Regions from separate parts of the Anser cygnoides genome. Here region 1 is linked to region 2. The links are chromatin contacts, called in public Hi-C maps. All regions are on one chromosome and are shown on one strand. The core of a region is the stretch at or near the end of the contact, and the rest is flanking DNA. Distances in the headings are between cores, read along the strand shown. Region 1 holds the start of SLC30A4 (solute carrier family 30 member 4). Region 2 holds the start of COPS2 (COP9 signalosome subunit 2).

Evidence for each region. Hi-C and Micro-C count contacts between places; a contact is called where the count stands out from the background.
Region 1: a contact with region 2 is called in a Hi-C map of liver, with 2.1 times the contacts expected there. The contact joins the promoter of SLC30A4 here to the promoter of COPS2 in region 2. A contact is called at or near these places in 2 of 7 Hi-C or Micro-C datasets (both in liver).

Annotation. Positions count from the first base shown.
Region 1 is chr11:22,263,575-22,268,972 of Taihu_goose_T2T_genome, reverse strand. SLC30A4 (solute carrier family 30 member 4) reads left to right here and starts at 2,302. Exons shown (of 7, transcript XM_013177254.3): 1 at 2,302-3,074. The coding sequence starts at 2,681.
Region 2 is chr11:21,963,006-21,968,641 of Taihu_goose_T2T_genome, reverse strand. It overlaps COPS2 (COP9 signalosome subunit 2), which reads left to right and starts at 3,294. Exons shown (of 13, transcript XM_048052327.2): 1 at 3,294-3,624. The coding sequence starts at 3,517. GALK2 (galactokinase 2) reads right to left here and starts at 2,751. Exons shown (of 9, transcript XM_048052336.2): 1 at 2,559-2,751; 2 at 1-20. The coding sequence starts at 2,611.

The DNA.
Region 1 (5,398 bases), core at 1,053-3,552, 300 kb before region 2:
TTGGATTCCTGCGCTTACTTGCTGCTCCTAATCCCACAGCAATGCAATGTTTATTTTCTATCTCCAGATGCTTGTCTAAAGTTTGTATACAACTTTCTAGCTTTCTTTTTGAGGTTTTAGCCTCCCAGCAAGATTGCAGACTCATATGCTAGCAAGCTGTTAAATTTTGGACTACTGACTATGCAAGTGCCACTGTACACTGTTATATGTCACTGTAACACCAAATAATCAAGGCTGCTTTTCAGCTGCATTGTAGCAACTGTGTTCAGAAACTTTTCATGCAACACTCACCTACACATTCTGGATTTTATTGCTGTAACTGATGTAAGCACACCTACATGGAAAGTAGTTCCCCCCCACAGAAATCTGAGTAAAGCTAGAATAAATTAGCTTGAGTTGTATAGCAAATAGTATGTTTGAAGCCATCAGCTTTGAAAGTGCTGTATGACTTCAGGGATGACAGCATGAAAAGGAAATACTTTGCATTAATAGGTTACTTCTTAAAAACTCTCTGTCCTGATTAAGTAAACATGACTACAGAGAGAGTACAGCCTTGACTGTCATAATAAATAAATGGAGTAAAACAGGGCATTACAAAAAGCTCTGTTCAACAGAATTTCATCTTGATAACACATGACTTGATTCTTGACATTTCCAAAAAATCTGGTCATAGTTATTCAGTGACAGGCAAACTGGCAAGCCCTGGTGCACTGCTGAGGGCAATAAGTCCCCCCAGCCAACTGTCCTTACTCAGCGCTAGATATTTCTGTCCCTGCAGGAGGGGCAGCAAAATGGAGCGTGAACCCACTCTTCAATCCCCCGGTACAACGCCACATTTTCAGACACAGTTTTATAAGCAGTGGGTTTCCCTCTCTTCCCTGGCTGGTCATTCATGCTTGTGTGCCCTCTCGCACTTGTGCTGGTTCAATTGGTGAAACACAGAGTGAGTCAAATGACTCAGAGAGGAGCACAAGAGCACTAAGAACAGTTGAACTGGAACATACCTGGGAGTGTTTTCTTAGGCAGCAATGCTGGCTTAACAGGGCCCCAGCTTCAACTGCTCATTCCAACTCCCACACTGCTCACTGCCCCCTCAGTTGACATATGGAAGTCTATGCAAATTGTGATCATGGAAACAGTTTCAGCTACACATACAAAAATATCTCACCCTCCTCACATAGTATTTTTTAATTTTGGCCCATTTCAGGAACCCAATTCATTTTGTGGCCCCAAAGCCTTCATGCTGATAACCCTGCTAGGGAATTATGAACTGCGTGAAAGGTGCAGGGGATGGCACCTCTTCATCCACCTGAGGAAGAGTGACATGAGATTACATGCTCAGGAAAATGAACCCACTGTAATATAACAAAGCATGGTAGTGTTTATTTTTGGAGAACGTCACTGCAGAGAACAACAATGCTAAGCCTCCACCCAAGGCCCATTTACCATACTCGTGTCCCCTCCAGCAGGGTCTGTTCCAAGCAGGCGCTTGCCCCAAGCTCTGCAGAGCCGCCTGAGCGCTCCAATGTGTGCCAGAATCTGCTCTCAGCCCTTGCGCAGAAAGGGAGTGCCTTTCTCCAAAATCTAGCAGTTTTACACAACTCTCTGATCTAGGCAACTTCCATCAACCAGGTCAAAAACAGGATATGCACTTACCCCTTGGGCATATGAAATGTTTATCACTTAGGAACCTAACAGTAACAAAATTTAGCCATGGGTACAAACTGGCCCCAAGTATTGTAGGCTGGCAATTAGAAGAAAATGTATAGCTATCAGACCAGTGAGGAGGGGGAGTAACGTTTTGACAGAATTACTAGAGGCAGTCTCATTACTTTTAAGTTAGAACATGGCTATGGAAGGAATCACATGGCTACTGGGCCTTTGAGGTTTGTTTCTTCTGACATCCTTGAAGGAATGTTAAGACAGGCACATACGGCTTCCTAGAACACAGTGCCACCCTCACAGGAACTATAGGAACTATTGGAAATGGTGCAAAGAACTGTGCCTTTTGTGGGGAAGGGGAAGGGGAGGGATCGGGAAAGGGGAAGGGAAGAGAGAAAAAGCTGCACAATGCAAATTTGTGACTTCAAGATTTGAAGCCAGGGACAGAAGGGTCATCCAGCCTACGTGAAAATCGCTGCTTATGTACCAACAGACCACGCTGTGACTTCATGGCTTCTTAAACCAGAACTCTTCCCTCACGCGGCTCGCCGGACACTGCGGGCCTGCCCCCTCGACGGGGCTCGAACCCGGAGTCCGTGTGCGAGCGTGCGGGCGGCGCAGGCGCGGCGGGGACTGGCAGCGCCCGGCCCGGCCCCTCAGCGGCCGCCCTGCCCCGCGCCGCCGGAGCGCGCCGGGATTAGGGCTGCGGCTGGGTCTGGGGCTGGAAGTGGGGTTGAGGTGCGGCTATGCCCGGAGCGCGGCGCCGGTCGGTGTGACTGACCGACCGACCGACCGCCTGCCTGCCGCGCATGGCGGCGGCGCTGCTCCCCCTGCGCCGGCAGGGAGGCGGCCCCGCGCCCGGCGCCGCCCGCCCGGCCGCTCCGTGAGCTGGGGAGCGCGGCGGGGAGCCGGGGGCGTCCCGGCCGGCCTCGGTGGGGCCCGGGGCGCGAGGCGGGGGCCATGCCCTGACGGGACGGCCCGGGGGGAGCTCCACGGACGGCCCCCGGGCTCCGCCGCTATGGCGGGGGCTGGCCTGTGGACGAGCCTCAAGTCTGCGCTTTGGAGGAGCGGGGACCCGTCGTTGTTCCTTAATGATTCCAGTGCCTTCGACTTCTCGGACGAGGCGGCCGACGACGACTTCCCCAGGTTTAACAAGCTGCGGGTGGTGGTGGCGGACGACCCGTCGGATGCGGCCCCCGAGCCGCCGGGGAACGGGGTGCACCTGGGCCTGCAGCCCGACGAGGACTCGCTGCCGGAGCGGGGCAGCGCTCTGTGGGGCGCCGGGGGCATGGCGCCGGGCCCCTGCGGCGGCTGCAGCGCCCGGAGGGAGCTCTGCAAGCAGAGGAAGGTGAAGAAGCGGCTGACCCTCGCCGCTGTCCTCTACCTGCTCTTCATGACGGGGGAGCTCGTAGGTGAGTCGCTGGCCTGTGTCGTCTCTCTCCTTCTGGCCTGGCTCGATGCTCTGGCATCAGCCTTTAATTATTTACCCAGAGAAGCCATCTGTCTGCTGGTTGTGTGGAGAGATCAGTGCCCTTAGCAGTAAGGCCAGAGAGTGAGAAGGAGCGAAGTCCACCTGTATTTTTCGTGCAAGAAAAGCAAGGGGTATTTCAACTTTAGTTCCCTGAATCTCATCAGTTCCCCAGACTGGCAGAAAGCAGGCTTTTTGTTGTCTGTCTAGTGGCTTTGTATTTTTGCCTGCTCTGTAAGCTTCTAAGGTGTAGCGAGGGAGAAACTGCATGGTGTTGTACAAACAGAAATAAAAGATGAATAATTTCATCCTCAGTATTTTCTAATTCTGCCACAAAATCTTGCTGTTTGCAACGGGAAGAGGGAAATATAGTTCCGAAGGGTGACACTGACCTTGTACCAAAACTCTAATATCTGGGGGGTGCTTATCCTTAGCTATCAGATATGGCAATGCATTCTAGTTTTTTACATCCAAAAAGACAAATCCTGCGCAACAGTGCAGTCCAGAAACCACTCTCTTGACAACTTCCTGAAGTCCTGCTGTGCTCTGAACTAGCACATACTCCATCCAGACACAAACCGCATGATCAAAGTAAATGAAAATAATAGGTATTTTAACACTTCCTATTAGAACAGTTCAGAATACCAAGTAGTTCGATTGAGTTAAAGTATTTGTGGTTTCTATTTGTTGGTACTCAGAAGAAAGCTGTTTTTTTTTAACCTGGAAATTTGTTCCTATATGAGCATTCAACTGTTGTTGGTTAGCAGAATGCATCTGGTGCTCAAGTTCAGCTTTTATTACTCCCTCATAAAGACATGCTATCATTTACTATTCAGGTTGAATAGAACCTGTACATGATACATCAGTCTGTACAAAATATGACTGTATTTATAGCCTATAGTGACATGGGCTTGAGATAAAATCTAAAGTTGAAAGTCCCTTGGATGTGTAGATAAGCTCTTAAATGTTATGCCTTTGCCATTATGTAACAATTTTTACAAAGCATAATATTTATCACTGTTCACTTGTTAATTTCCTATTAGTGTCCTGTTACCATCTGTCCTTTGGATATGTCCATGACATTCAGTGTAAGTGCTTGGTGCTCCTCAGCCTCCTGCAGAATGCTGAAACTCTCTCATCCACTTTCCTGATTTAAAGCAGTGGGGAGTGACACATGGTCAGCACATGAATGCATCTGTCAGACACCGGACAGCCTGTTATGTTGAGCCAGGTGTATCTAGCAACAGACAATTAATGACAGTTTCTTTTAAATTGCTTGCATTTTAACATACAAGTCTAAATCACAGAGAATCTACTGCCCATAATTCACCAGCAAAAAAGAAGTCACAAAAACTTTCTTGAAGTAAGGAATAGATGCTTCAGATGTAGCAACACAGGACTTACCTCTTCCTTCTCCCCTATCTAAATTAGGTCAGTCTGACTGAAGGGCTGATGATTGCTCATGTGAAGTAAGCTAGTGCTCTTGGATCACTTTTTCTAGTGCAGTTGTGCATTGTATCTTTAAGACAAACTTCAACAATATGTGTAGGGAGTATACTGTATACTCAGAATCACTGAGTATAAATAATACAGCGTGTCACACATTCATAGGAGACAGAAATGGTCATTTGTTTCAGAGAGACCAGATAACTGGCTGCATGTGCACTACAGTTTTATTTGGAACCTTATTTCAGGAATGTGGGTTAGTAGAAAATAGTGGCTTTGTCTCTGAACACCTCGCTCTGGTTAGTCTTTAATAATACTGCCACAATACATCAACTCATCATGGTTTAGCACTTAGCTTCAGACTTGCAGAGATGTAGCTGAATGCCTGAGTTTGTCCTCTGGCTCTGTTTTCTCTCTGGATGAGATTTTGGTTCAGCGTGAACTCAGGCAAATTTGATGAGGGACATAGTGTTATGTCTCGGATGTAGGTGTCCTTTAGCGTGTGACTTCATTGTACTTATATCAGAACTCTGATACACACCAAATTTAGTCTATCTGAAGGAAGCTTTACTGAGTAATATTCCTGGCAGCTTTATGCTGAAGTCACAGACATTCTCTATTTGGGGGCTTCTGATCTGATTCGCTGTATTGTAGACATCTCCATAGCTAGTGCAGGGACAGCTCTGGAAACAATAGGTGTTGAGAGTAAAAATACTCTCCTCGCTGACACATCATCCGCTGTTTCTCCTGTGCAGCCAGGACTTCTGCAAGCTCAGGTCAGAGTGACTGATTTGTCTGTACAAAGCATTACTACTGTAGTAG
Region 2 (5,636 bases), core at 2,045-4,544:
TCTCCTTCAGCTTCAGCAATCTGAAAGGCAGGTTGGAAACCTTTAGAAGGACTATATTTGCATAAAAGATGGGAAGCCTCTTGTCTAAAATGTGTTCTAAAGTAATTTTGGTTTAACTTTTTGAAGTACAACGGGTTTTCTCTCCTATATCAGGAGCTACATTAAGCTGCTTCTTCCTGCTCTTCACCTAACACATGACAGATAAGATTAAGATATCCTAATTGATAAGAATTTTGTTTTAAATACAAGTAGTCATAAACTAATTCAGGAGTCAGATGTCCAATGGTAAAGTATTGTTTGTACGTTCCCTTGAAAAGGATGAAAGGGACCCGCTTTTACTTAATTCCTCCACCTTGGCTGGCTCTAGCCAGAAGCAGAGAAGGCAGTTGCCTTGTGTAACAAAACTCCATGGCCTCCACCCACCTTTCCTATGCCACAGCTCTGTAAAACTGTTTGCAGGTAAGGAAGACGTGCAGCAGTGCAGATCAATGGCTTGTTTGTGGCACTGGGGTTTGTCACATAAACACACATGAAGGCACCCTCTTCAAAGTCAGATTTGATTACACCAGACCTGAACAAATTGATTTTCTTCTAAATTTTGACTTTTTCAAACTTCGTATGAGCCTTTGTATGAGCACCGTTTCTGTACGGTGAAGAGAACTAAAATTCCAAACCTTCGATTATCCCTGTGACTTATTTAGACAGTATTTACAGTTTTACTGCAACAGTTCCAAGAAAGTTCTTCAGATTTTCCATTTGGAGGTTCTAGACGTGTCACTGAAAATTCCAAAACAGAGGAAGATTTGGCATATTCTTTTGTTTCATAAGGCCGTAAAGATATTTAGCTTCCACACAGTGCTTGCAAACTTGGGATGCTTCAGCATGTCATGCTGGAACAGTGGGTAAACAGAGACTGAGAAGAAATTAAGCTGTTATCTTAGTGAAACATAAGTGATTTGATAGTGATTCACTTCAAAACTACCTTAAAGCGATTTAGCGTACACACTAACCCATTAACTTTCTTTAACGTAAGCAAGACACTAAAATGATAAACAAGAAGTAAGAAGAAAAGAAAAATTAAAACAAGTCTTATAATATCTCACCAGCATACCCTGGTGATTTTAAAACATGTACCAAATTATTAGTGTTGTTATTGTTGTTATTATTATTTGGTTTTTAGTCCACTAAGAAAAATCCAGGCTGCTAAGCCTTTTACATTCAGTCTAAAACTAAAACTGGAAGCCTAGTTAATGCAAAACTTAAGTAAGAAGACAGCAATGAGGAACAGATGTTACAAAATTTCACAGTCAATTATTTAGTTTGTACTTCTCTGTAAAAGCTGTGTTATTGTCCAACTATATATATTCAAATGTTTTGTAAGATTTCTCTAAATGGAAAGCTACAAAACATTATTTGTTGTGAATTTTTGTAACACATCTTTCTGTACATTTCTGCCTTGGAGCCCACTAACAAAGCTGTGTTGGGGCCCTCTTTAACTTGCTTACAATCTTCCCTAGTATTGACTAGTTTATCACTCTTCCAATTAGCAGAAGCAATTTCTGCCATTTCATTGTACAATCCCTTTCCTAGATCCCATTAATGATAATATTGTAGTCCATGGTGAAATAAATCTGTTAGCAGAGTTTTAGATGTTAACTTTAGCCCTTTTTCTGTCAGTATTTAGAATGCTTCTTTGTTTCACAGATAATTTCATAGTGGTGCTAGTACCAAGAGACTAAGTACAAACAGAGCAGTCATAGGGGCATGTTTATCGAAGTGCTGATTGATCTCTTAATGTGGGTTTTACAAACAAGACTGATGAAAGGCTATTTACACGCTTTGGCCTTTTTGTTTCAACACGCATGCTGCAATGTAAGCACCTACATCAGAGCTGATTGTCAGAAGTGTTAAGCAAACGCATCCCTCGCAACTTCTCACCTCCAAATCTAGAAAAGCTGAGCTTGTCCTTTCCACGTGACTTACACTGAAACAGTGCACTCTGCTGCGGGGATCACAAATTTAGAAAACGCCCCTTGCCAGTGCTAACACGGGTAAAAGGGCTCATTCAACTGTCCGCGTGTTCTACTGCCACACACCAGGTGCAGCACCGCGGGCAAGAGCACACGTCGTCCCAGCGAATCGCAAAGGCCATTCATTACAGCCCACAAGACGAGAGGATAACCGAATATCCCCAAAACTCTGCGAAGAGAAAACGTCGGGGGGAGAACTGAAGGCGCCATTCCTCCTCCCGCCGCACTGGGCGAGGGGCAGCAGGGCTGCGTCGGCTGCCTCGGGAGGGGACCGGGGGGCCGCGCCCTGCTTGCCGGCGGGGGACCGGGGCACACTGGGGCCACGGGGCCCCTGCTGTCGGAGCCGAGCCGAGCCGAGCCGGGTCAGGCCACGACGCCCACAGGCTACCCGTCCCTCACACGGCCGGCCCGCCCCCACCCCAGCCCCCCTGCTCACCACCCCCCCCCGCTGCCACGGCGGCTGCAGGGCGGTGGCTGGGTGCTGCCACCCTGGCACGTCCCCACTCACCCAGCCAGGCAGGCACCCACCTGGGCTGCTCCACCAACTGCACCGGGAGGCTGCTGGGGGCGTCCCCCGCCATGGCGGCTCCCCCCCGCCGGCCCCTGCTGGAGGCGGGCGGTGGCTTTGGCGGGCTCGCGGTCACGGGACGGGCAGGCACCAGCCTTCCGGGTGGCGGGGCTGCCGGCACGGCCTCCTCCTCCTCCTCCTCTTCCTCCCTGGCACGGCTCCGGCTCCGGTCCTGGTCCCGGTCCCGGCCCCTCCGTGCAGCCCCCAGGCCGGTGCCGCGGGGGGTCGGCGCCCCGCAGCCCTCCCGGCGGCGGGGCCGCTCAGCTCCTGGCCCAAGGCGGTCCGCAGGTGGCTGAAAAGCTGTTGCAACGCGTGCAGAAGGCGATCTTTTACTTCGTTCCTGTCGGAATTTAGCTGGCAACAAAGATCAAAAACAGCCCCCAGCGCGGTGCGGGGTGTTGAGGCCAGAGCTGCCCTCGGCACGGTGCACTGAGGCAGCGCGGTCATGCAATGGCAGGGCAATCAGCAGTGCTTCCCCCCGGCATTATTTTTCTCCTTTGGGTTTTCTGGCATGTGGGTTTGCTGCTTTCCCTCAAACAAGTAGCTTCACAGATCCCATTATCCCTCACGATTAATGGCAGCAGTGACTTTGAGGAGCTGGAGCTTTTCCAATGTGTTTACAAGCCCAGCTCATTGTTGTCCATTTTGCTGTTCAAGGCTGCTAATAATCACCTCAGGAAGTTTTAAATGCCTGGACTAAGAAAAATATAGTAATATTCCATTCTATGATTAATGCCTTTCTGAAGCAATTTCCCAGGGGCAGAATTGAAATAGAAGTAGCCACAGGAGAGGAAAAAAATGATCAAAAACTGTAACATAAAACGACCCGCAGAAAAGAATGGAGACAATAAATATTGCAAACTTGTCTAGGAGCTTGCAGGATCCACCAGCCTCGCAGTGTGGGAGGGCAACGCTTGCATGTCCAGCCTTTTTCCCCTCATTCACCTGAAGGCAGCAGCAATTACTTTGTTAAAGTCTTTAGAAAGCCAGCGACTCTGCACCTTGCGGGGCCCCTGCTTTTCACAGGTAAAAACCCTGTTAGGGCGGGTGGTTGGGTGATATTTGGATATGGTAATGGTAGCGCAAGGAAAGTGCTCAGAGGCACTGAACACGGCAGGACGACGTGCTAAGGCCTGTAGGGCTGCGGCAGCACAGCGGCCGGACTTTTCAAATTCCCCATCAGGGACACAAAGCGGCATGGCTCCCAGACCCGCTGTGCGGTACGGGTAGGAGGCGGCGCCGCAGGGGGGGGGCCGCGTTTGCTAAGGGCCGATCGCTGGGGGGGGGGGGCGGACGGGGACAGGAACCCGGCGGCGGTGCAGCGCCGATCGGGCTCCGGGCTCCCCGCGCGCGGGCGGCGGCGGGTTCCGGGGCCGCGCGCTTCCGTGCCGCGCGGTGTTGTGGGAGAAGGGGCCGGCCCCGGCGTCTCCTCCCTGAGCCGGCCCCCGCCGCCCATCCTGCGGCCAAGATGTCTGACATGGAGGATGATTTCATGTGCGACGACGAGGAGGACTACGACCTGGTAGGGCGCGGGGCTCCGCGGCGGCCTGCGGGGGGCGCGGCGCCGGCCACGTGGTGCCGCAGCCCTGGGCCGGGCCCCCCCGGGCCGCCGGGCGCCCTCCTCCGCCCCACGGCTGCCGGGGGCGGGCGCTGCGCTCGGAGCAGGCCCCGCCGGGCTCCCGCCGCCCCTCCCCAGACGAACGGGCCGGTTTCGGGCCCGGCCAGCTGCGGCCCCTGCTCGCTGCCCGCGGGGCACGGAGCTGCCAGCCCCCTGCGGGCCGCGGCGGCGAACGGAGGGAAAGTGCGGGGAGGGGAGCGGGGAGTGAGGGGACACGGCCCAGCAGCCCGGTCCTCGTGCTCAACTGCTGGGGCTTCGGGTGTTAGCGAGGTTTTTGCTCTTGTGGTACCTGCGTTGCAGGGTTCGGGGTTCCTGTGGCGTGTCTAGGTGTGTTTTCACATCAGGTTTTGCTCTGAGCTCTTGCAGGTAAAAATAAAGTGTAAGTGCTGCTTGCAATTAGCAGCAGACAGAGCAATTTGTCCAGGAAAATTGGAGAACATAATGAGATTGGATGTAACAAGTCTCTTTTTAATTATTAAAGCTAATTACGTTTTACAATTAGCAAAGCGATTTCAAGATGGGTTAATAAACGAAATAGTTGTCATCTGAAACAAAAAATCTTTGCTGTGCTCTCTGATCAGTTATAATCCCGTTGCCATAATCATATATTGGGGCTTGAGATTCTGTTGTTTTTGTTTTTCCGAACTTTGCATAAGTTCTTAGAACTGACACATTTCTTAAAACACTCCATATAGTTGAGGATTAAGAGTCTATTTCATCTTTTTCAGTTGAGCTTGTACTCACAGTGCTGCACTCTCACTGAAAACCCCAGCTGCTTGCTTATGGAAGGCTTGTCTTGTGATGAATTATTTGATGACCATTGTTACTTACAAGTTAACTTAAAAGACTTATTTGCTTTCATTTGAAATAGATTCTGGTCAGTTTTTTATTATGAACTGCCCAGAACGACTGGATGACACTGAACACAGAAAGAAAAGGAAAAAGTGGTTTTGTTTTTGAGTTTCAAGTTCAGATGAGAGTGCTTGGCTGAGAGGCGTTGTCATGTACCCGTGTCAGTATTCCAAAATCAGTCTTCACTTAACGCTCCCAATGATCTTCCACTTAACTCCCTGAATGAATCCACAGATTTTTATAAACGAGCTCCCTGAAGGAAATACCCTGAGACCATTAAACATATTTTGTGTCAGTTTATTCCAACGTCAATTTCCATCCATTTTTATTAACACTTAAATCCATGTACTGGTATAAAATACCATGGTTATTTTTCCATGTGATACAATCAAAGTAATACTAAACAGCAGAATTCATGTTGAATACGCATAATGTGAGAACTGGATGTGTAGAGAAATCATTGGAATTACATTTTTCAATATTTAAATGCATCTGTCACAAATAAATTTGAATAAGTCAGTGCAACTCTGTGCTCAAAATACATTCAGTCAACTTTCACCAAGAATAA